Linked DNA regions of Hordeum vulgare: region 2 is linked to region 1. A link is a contact called in public Hi-C data. All regions are on one chromosome and are shown on one strand. Each heading gives the region's core, a stretch centred on a gene start, on an enhancer-like site or on the middle of the called end of the contact. The rest is flanking DNA. Distances are from core to core; before and after follow the strand shown. Region 1 has its middle 11 kb from the start of LOC123450713. Region 2 holds the start of LOC123449358 (probable beta-D-xylosidase 7).

Region 1 (3,448 bases), core at 561-3,060:
GAAAGGCCATGCGTGCGAGAGGACATCCTTAGTGGGCGGGCCCTGGTGTTTTGCCAACAAATGTAACCACCCTTGTCCAGTTAGTTAGTTACATAAAGCGCCGAATGCGTTTGGCGGAAGCAAAGCACCAGCACGCACGCACGCCGTAGTACCGAGCTAGCTGTGCCGCTTTATGTTTCAGTTGATGAATCGGTTGTAAGTGACACCTAACGGACTAACCGAGCGAGACGAGGGTCAATTATTGATACAGACACATCGTCAAGTTGATTCTGCGGGCCCCCGGCAAGCCCTCATATACACGCTCATACACTCATATCTATAAACGCATACACGCATAATCTATTCTATGGACACCTTCGATAGACTGAGCCGGCATATCATCTTGAAATTTAGAAAGTTATCGTATGTGCCTCGTTGTAGGCGAAAACATCTCATCCCATTAAAAGCGTATCGTCGAAAATCTTATTTTTTTTTAGAAATAAAGCACCAAAACTTGAACCCGATGGACTCGAAATACCACTGTCCCTCTAACCATCCAACCACAGGTTGCTTTGCAGCTATAATATTCTTTTAACCATTTTATAATCCATCAAGCAATGTGATATAAATTGTGATAAGATTAGGGGAAATACACTTTGATTTCTGATTGTATATACACTCTATATGGGATTATTATTTTTATTGATTAAATAAAAAAATAGTTAAGAACCATTTTTAGAATAAACTTGACTTATTTATGTACTAGTATATAAATTTTCAAAACAAAAATAACCAATGTTGACTTCACACCGAAAAAGACAAAATATTATTTGCTATTATAGATCACTATTCACATTATTTAGACCAAAAAGTTATCTTTTTTGAAAAGAAGTCGAAGAAGATTTTTCTTTTTGTGAGTTTTTTCTTATGAGTGCAACGGAAGGTCAAGTTTATTTTAAAAATATTTTTATTTTTTTAACTGTTTATCAATTTGTTTTTCTATATAGACTATAGATGTTCTCATATGCCAAAAATCATTGTTTTGACCTTTTCAACAATCTTTTTTATAAATTAAACTCGGCATGAAAGTATTTTATGATTTGACCCTTTTGACAACGCCATAGCCCATGACGTTATTGTCCAACATAGAAACGCCGAACAATATAGCGTTTCTGCTCTTGTCCACTATCAGATCGAGCACGCGTACGTGACAAGTCAGAAATGTCAAGCTAAATCCCGTTTCTGAAAACGTCACCGGTCCTGGCATTTCTATGTAGGACAGCAACACCAAAGGCCTCGACGTTTTCAAATAATATAGAAACATGAAGACCTTTAATGTTGTTGTCCTATATAAAAATGTCGGGGTCAATGGGTTTTCAAAAACGACATCTAAGGTCAGAATAGTGATTCGTTCGCGTCCTAAGATTAGGCTATACGTAGAGCTGGATCATATCATACATGACCTGACGGGTGTACTGGATGTGGATGACAGATGGATGGATGCTGATACGTACGTGTGAGGTGTGACACGACCCCCTACCCGTCTTCGTTCGTTAGTTATGCTGGCCTGTGTGCATGCTGCAACCTTACTCCTGGGGGCGACCTTTATGTTACGTCAGTCAGTGCTCCGAATCATTTCCGTCGAAAAGCCGATGTGACGTGCGAATTTATATATATCCCAAATATATAAAAGCCTATCTTCCACCCGGAAGAAAGAAAGGTATGCCACCGATCAAAATGCATATATGCTTATCCTCTAGCCAGGAGGTGGTTGGAGCTAGCGGGGATCTAGTGACACGAGAGGCTACCAGCAACAGCAAAGCACGAAGGAGAAGGATGGATATAGCACGTACGTGGTGTCGGCGCCCGGGTGCGTCCCTTCACATATCCAGTCCGCATGGCACTGTCGCCTTGCTTGCATGAAAAGGAAGTGGCAGCGGCGCCGCACGGCGGTCGAAAGGAGCCTGCGCCGGCGCCGTCGCACCGGAACGAAGCAGTGCTTTTCACCGGTTGGCTGCTCGTACATAGGAAAGGCTGGCGTTGGATTCGGACGGAGGTGCGCGCGACCGGGTACGGGCCATGTCCTTGTCGGTCGTACGCCGTCCTGGTCTCCTTGTTCTTTACTACTTCTAGGAAAATGGCTCGGGGGCTTTATTACGTGGTGACAGCCCATTCCGACTAAATTCTCCTGAAGCTATCTGCTACTCCCTCCGTTTCTAAATATAAGTCTTTTTAAAAGATTTCATTAGGGGTACTACATATAGATGTATATAGACATACTTTAAAGTATATATTCATTCATTTTGTTTCGTATGTAGCCATCTAGAGAAATTTCTAAAAAAAATTATATTTAGGAATGAAGGAATTACTAATTAACGTTCAGCAATTTTGTGGGATCAAGTAGTTTGCTATACCTATACGGCTTTCTCGTGGCCCATTCCGACTCTGGGTTATGCCTATCTATGTCCTCTGGATGGAGCCCAGCTCGACTTTTGACTGAAAAATAGCCAAAGTAGCAAAATTCGGACCCAAACACGTAGTGTGTCACTAAGAGAGAGGGAGGGAGGGAGGGAGAATAATTCTGGAAGCGGAAAGTGAAGACGTACGCCATGGCGTGAACCGGTGAACGCTAGCTAGGAGCTCGCAGTTCGCATGTCGGTCGCCGACGTGTATATTGGGCATGGAAACCATGCATATTTGCACATGAAAATCTACTTTTATACCTTAGCGAACCCAATATCATTTTTCCTAAATAAAACAGTAACATCATTCGCACTTGTTATCATGTTCCATATATATCATCACCTTGCACAAAAAAAGTAGTTCCATATATATAATCAATCACGTACCCAAACATATTATTTGGGTAGGATATATACATAATTTAGATGCAACCTACGTGCACGACGTGAGCAAACTGACAACGGATGACGATAGATAAATAATGCTTAATTATCTCATTATGATTGTAGAGTCGTAGAGGCAACATTTTGGCTGCATTGCCATCTAGTTATAATCAAACAAACAATCCTTAGTTAATACTCCCCCTTCCTAAATATAAATCTTTTAAGAGATTTCACTAAATGACTTACATACGAAGCAAAATGAGTTAACCTATATTTTAAAATATGTCTATATACGTATGTAGCTCACTAGTGGAACCGTTAAAAAAACTTATATTTAGAAACGAAGGGAGTAGCACACATCATCACGTATAGTAAATAGACTTCGATTTTACTGAAAAATTTATTCTCAGACTTATCTACTTCGTATTGGGCCATTCACCTTACTAGGACATCACATATAGAAATATGCCCCCATCTCGTTAGGGTTTCTTTCCTCGCTCCACTGACGACTTCGAGAATCCCTCCTCCCCCCTCCCTCCCAACGTTTGATAGATCCCTATAGCTGGTAGTTGTTCCTCGGGCTGATCAAAGGGTGACCTTTGTGTCGTTTCCCATCCCTGTGT
Region 2 (3,448 bases), core at 286-2,785, 46 kb after region 1:
AATGGCGAGGCGTTGCGGTGGCGGCAATGTGAAGCGTCCTAGACGGTGCTGCCCAATTCCTTCAAGGTGTGGAGATGTGCGATGATTGGATGAAAATCTTGCAAGGCTCTTCCCCGGCCGGCGGCGATGGCGCCCGTGGGTGTCGTCTCCCTCCTTGGAGGTGTCCTCGAGGTGAATTCGACATTTCCCTCGCTTGTGTGGAGTTGGTTGTTATCTTCGGGGCAAAAGCCTTGATCCAGTCGGATCGACACGATGGCGGCGTTCCCAACGTCGCTCCTCTATTGGGAGCATCGTGTTTAGAGTCACAGCCTTGTTCCTCGCCGCTCTCCTTCGGTGTTGGTGCATTCAAGACGGTGTCTTCACAATTTGGAGCAAGTCCTGTCATTTACCTAGCACCTCCTCTTCGGCATTCAGGGCAAATGGTGCGTCAACTAGCGAAGTTCTATGGGAGCCGCTGGTCTTTAGGGATGCCCGGCGTGGGTATAGACGCGGTGTTATTATCTGTTAGGGCAGACGCTTGTGCTTTGTAGTGTCGTATGGTCGTTGGTGGCTGTCCCTCGACTTGTATGTGTGTGATGTTTGTGTTACGTTCGTTATTCGCAATGAGTGCTAGTCTTCTTTTACTTATAATTCAGCATTCTATAAAGCTATGATACGCCTACGCGTATTCTTGAAAGAAAAAAAAAAGCAAACAGATAAGCACAACACGTGGTGTGTGACCTCGTTCCACCTGTATAACCAGCTCGGCTCCTAACGTGGCACAATATCCTACAAGTCTTTCTTCCACTTGGAAAAACGATAACGATAAAAGTGATGGCATCTCTTCACTTGTCTGCATGCTACCGCTCAAAATCGATGGCACCGATTTCCTTTGTTGTGTGCATGCCAGTGCGACCGATCAAACCCGATCGATGGCATCGTTTTTCTTGCCCAAGGGTAGTTAGGGTGGATTTAATGGCACGGGAGGCTACCAGCAAAGCACGAAGGATATACTCCTATATGATACAGCACCGCCAATGCTGCTGTCGTGTTGCATGAAAAATGAAGTGCAGTAGCCAGTAGGCTAACGGCGCCTCATGCATGCATGCATGGCTTAGAAAGAATTAAACCTAGCTAGGTGGCTAGGTGCATGTCAACCGTACGCCCTCTTGATCCCCAAAGTTGTTTACTGGAGTACTAGGGCATGTCGACCAGGGGCTTTATTCACTGATGGTCATGACCCAAATGATGCATTCATCGTCAAGAATCTCGTGATGAGAGCTGCACGGTCGAACCCATGCACATTGAACGGCAGTGCAACGGAAAGTACACGTACGTAATGTGCTGTACAGCTCTCTCGTGGGCTCGTGGTCCGTTCTTACGCCGAATCTTATTACCTTCCGGTGTGTCGTCCGACTCCGAATGGAGCCCAGCTCGCTTTCAAGCGAACGCTGAAAAAGCAGGTTAATGCCAGCTTTCTAGTTTCAAGTTTCAACCAGATCACCAGCCAAGAACGCCTATAAAAGGAGAGCCGCGCCACTCAGCTTCTCTCACCCTCCACACACACACACACACACACGCACTCTCAATGGCGGGCTTCCCCTACCGCGCCGCCGACATGGTCGCCCTCATCACGCTGGCGACGGTGCTGGCATTGGTGCGAGTGTGCGCCGCCGGCAACCCGCCGTTCTCGTGCGGCCCGGGGGCGGCGCAGCAGGGCCTCGCGTTCTGCAACACGGCGCTGCCGCCGGCGCAGCGGGCGGCGGACCTGGTGGCGCGGCTGTCGCTGGCGGAGAAGGTGTCGCAGCTGGGCGACGAGGCGCCGGGGGTGCCGCGGCTGGGCGTGCCGCCGTATAAGTGGTGGTCGGAGGGGCTCCACGGGCTCGCCTTCTGGGGCCACGGCATGCACTTCGACGGCGCCGTCCGCGCCATCACCAGCTTCCCGCAGGTGCTGCTCACCGCCGCCGCCTTCGACGAGCAGCTGTGGTACCTCATCGGCCAGGTATGCTGCATGCACCTCCTCCATCGGCTCAACATAAAGATCAGCCATGGAAAGCGTAGTTACTGGTCGGTCTGGGTGGGAGTAGGTAGAGGTAGGATGGAGTGTGGGACAGGCTCCGGTCGAATCCAGCATTTTGGACCCTCTCCGGCGTCCAACTAAGGGGAATTTGGCGGCGTGGTCCTGCGCGTACGCCCAATCCATAGCTAGCCTACTCTCGATGAAGAACACTCTGATGCTGATCTGGTGACCATGACATGGAGAGAGGCGCAGCTCCTCGTTTGGTTAGCTAACTCGGCGGCGCATGCACCTTGAGGAAAAAGACCAGGTCTTGCTAAGCAATTTCATCGGTTTCATGGGCAAAAGAAAACAGTAGGGAAATGCGCCACATGTACTTGGCGGCCCAAACCCACTTCATAGATCGCTATAAAAAATAAATAAACAAAATATAAAAATTTCGCGAAATTCGGTAATATGAAAAGCTGTTAGACAAGGTAACAAGCGTTGCAGAAATGCGGTACAAGTAAAACCTGAAATTCAGTCTAAAACATACAAGAAAGATAGGAATATAATATGCATGCAGTCTTATGCTTGTGATTATATTTGATTTTGCAAAGCACGTACTTGGTTAGCTACTTAAGGCTCCATTAAGCCATACTAGCTATGCTTCCGTGCTAAGAGGACAGGAATGGACAACTCAAATTTCCGGTGAACCGAAAGTGCATGCAGATGAAAGTAACATGATTGCACTACAGGAAAAAAGGTCGGTGAACAGCAGGTGTGCGCGGCAATTTGCTTCATTGGGATCGCTACCTATCGATTGATAGGTAAACGAGCGAGCAAACGTGCATGTAGGCCTACACGTCCAGCCAGCTAGCCTTTTGTTCGCGCGTAACCAACAACCTATGCTTGTTCCTGTGCTGGCACACTGGCTAGGGTGTACCCACCACCATATCTTGTACACCGTCCTTGGTGGTTGCTGGTTTGGGCCGGCCGGCTCCAATATTAATTAGTGCTGATAATGTCAGCTGCTACTTAATCTGCCTTGTCGATTGCGCGGTTAGATCTAGAATTGTTTGGTCGACCAAATGTTGTTTATTAGTACATGTTTTGTAAGGTTTTATAAGAACTAAATGGGCCGTGATACGTTTGTGATATGGTAAAAAAAAGATCAAACATCTCAAAAAAAAAGAGATCGAAATTGTGGTGCAGATGCAAAACTAGCAAGTAAGCAATGAAGAGAACTGCACCAAGTTTTCCCTTTGCATGACAGAGCCTAGAGACCATGGAACGTAATCTGCAAGGCTCCACAGCGGTGCTGAATGATGGCCTTTTTTAGAAACGCTTTTGACTTTGCCCGGGATACGCTGTACTGAAAAAAAAAGAGGATAAAGCGTGAGCAATTCGCATTTTAGACACAATCATGCATTGTCCTGGTTACGGAGTGATGGTCCGTAACTGCACACCCCT

The links. A called contact is a pair of places that touch in the nucleus more often than the background predicts.
Region 2: a Hi-C map of seedling shows a contact between it and region 1, with 5 times the contacts expected there. The contact joins the promoter of LOC123449358 here to the enhancer-like site in region 1. A contact is called at or near these places in 4 of 6 Hi-C or Micro-C datasets (leaf and seedling).

Annotation. Positions count from the first base shown.
Region 1 is chr4H:539,084,046-539,087,493 of MorexV3_pseudomolecules_assembly, forward strand. No RefSeq gene overlaps it. Among protein-coding and RNA genes, the nearest start is that of LOC123450713, 11 kb to the left of the region's middle. Within about 2 kb of position 1,811, at least 2 of the 3 cell types and tissues checked have open chromatin away from gene starts, as enhancers often do. A contact at or near this core is called in leaf and seedling, where this site is marked.
Region 2 is chr4H:539,130,022-539,133,469 of MorexV3_pseudomolecules_assembly, forward strand. It overlaps LOC123449358 (probable beta-D-xylosidase 7), which reads left to right and starts at 1,536. Exons shown (of 3, transcript XM_045126559.1): 1 at 1,536-1,981. The coding sequence starts at 1,568.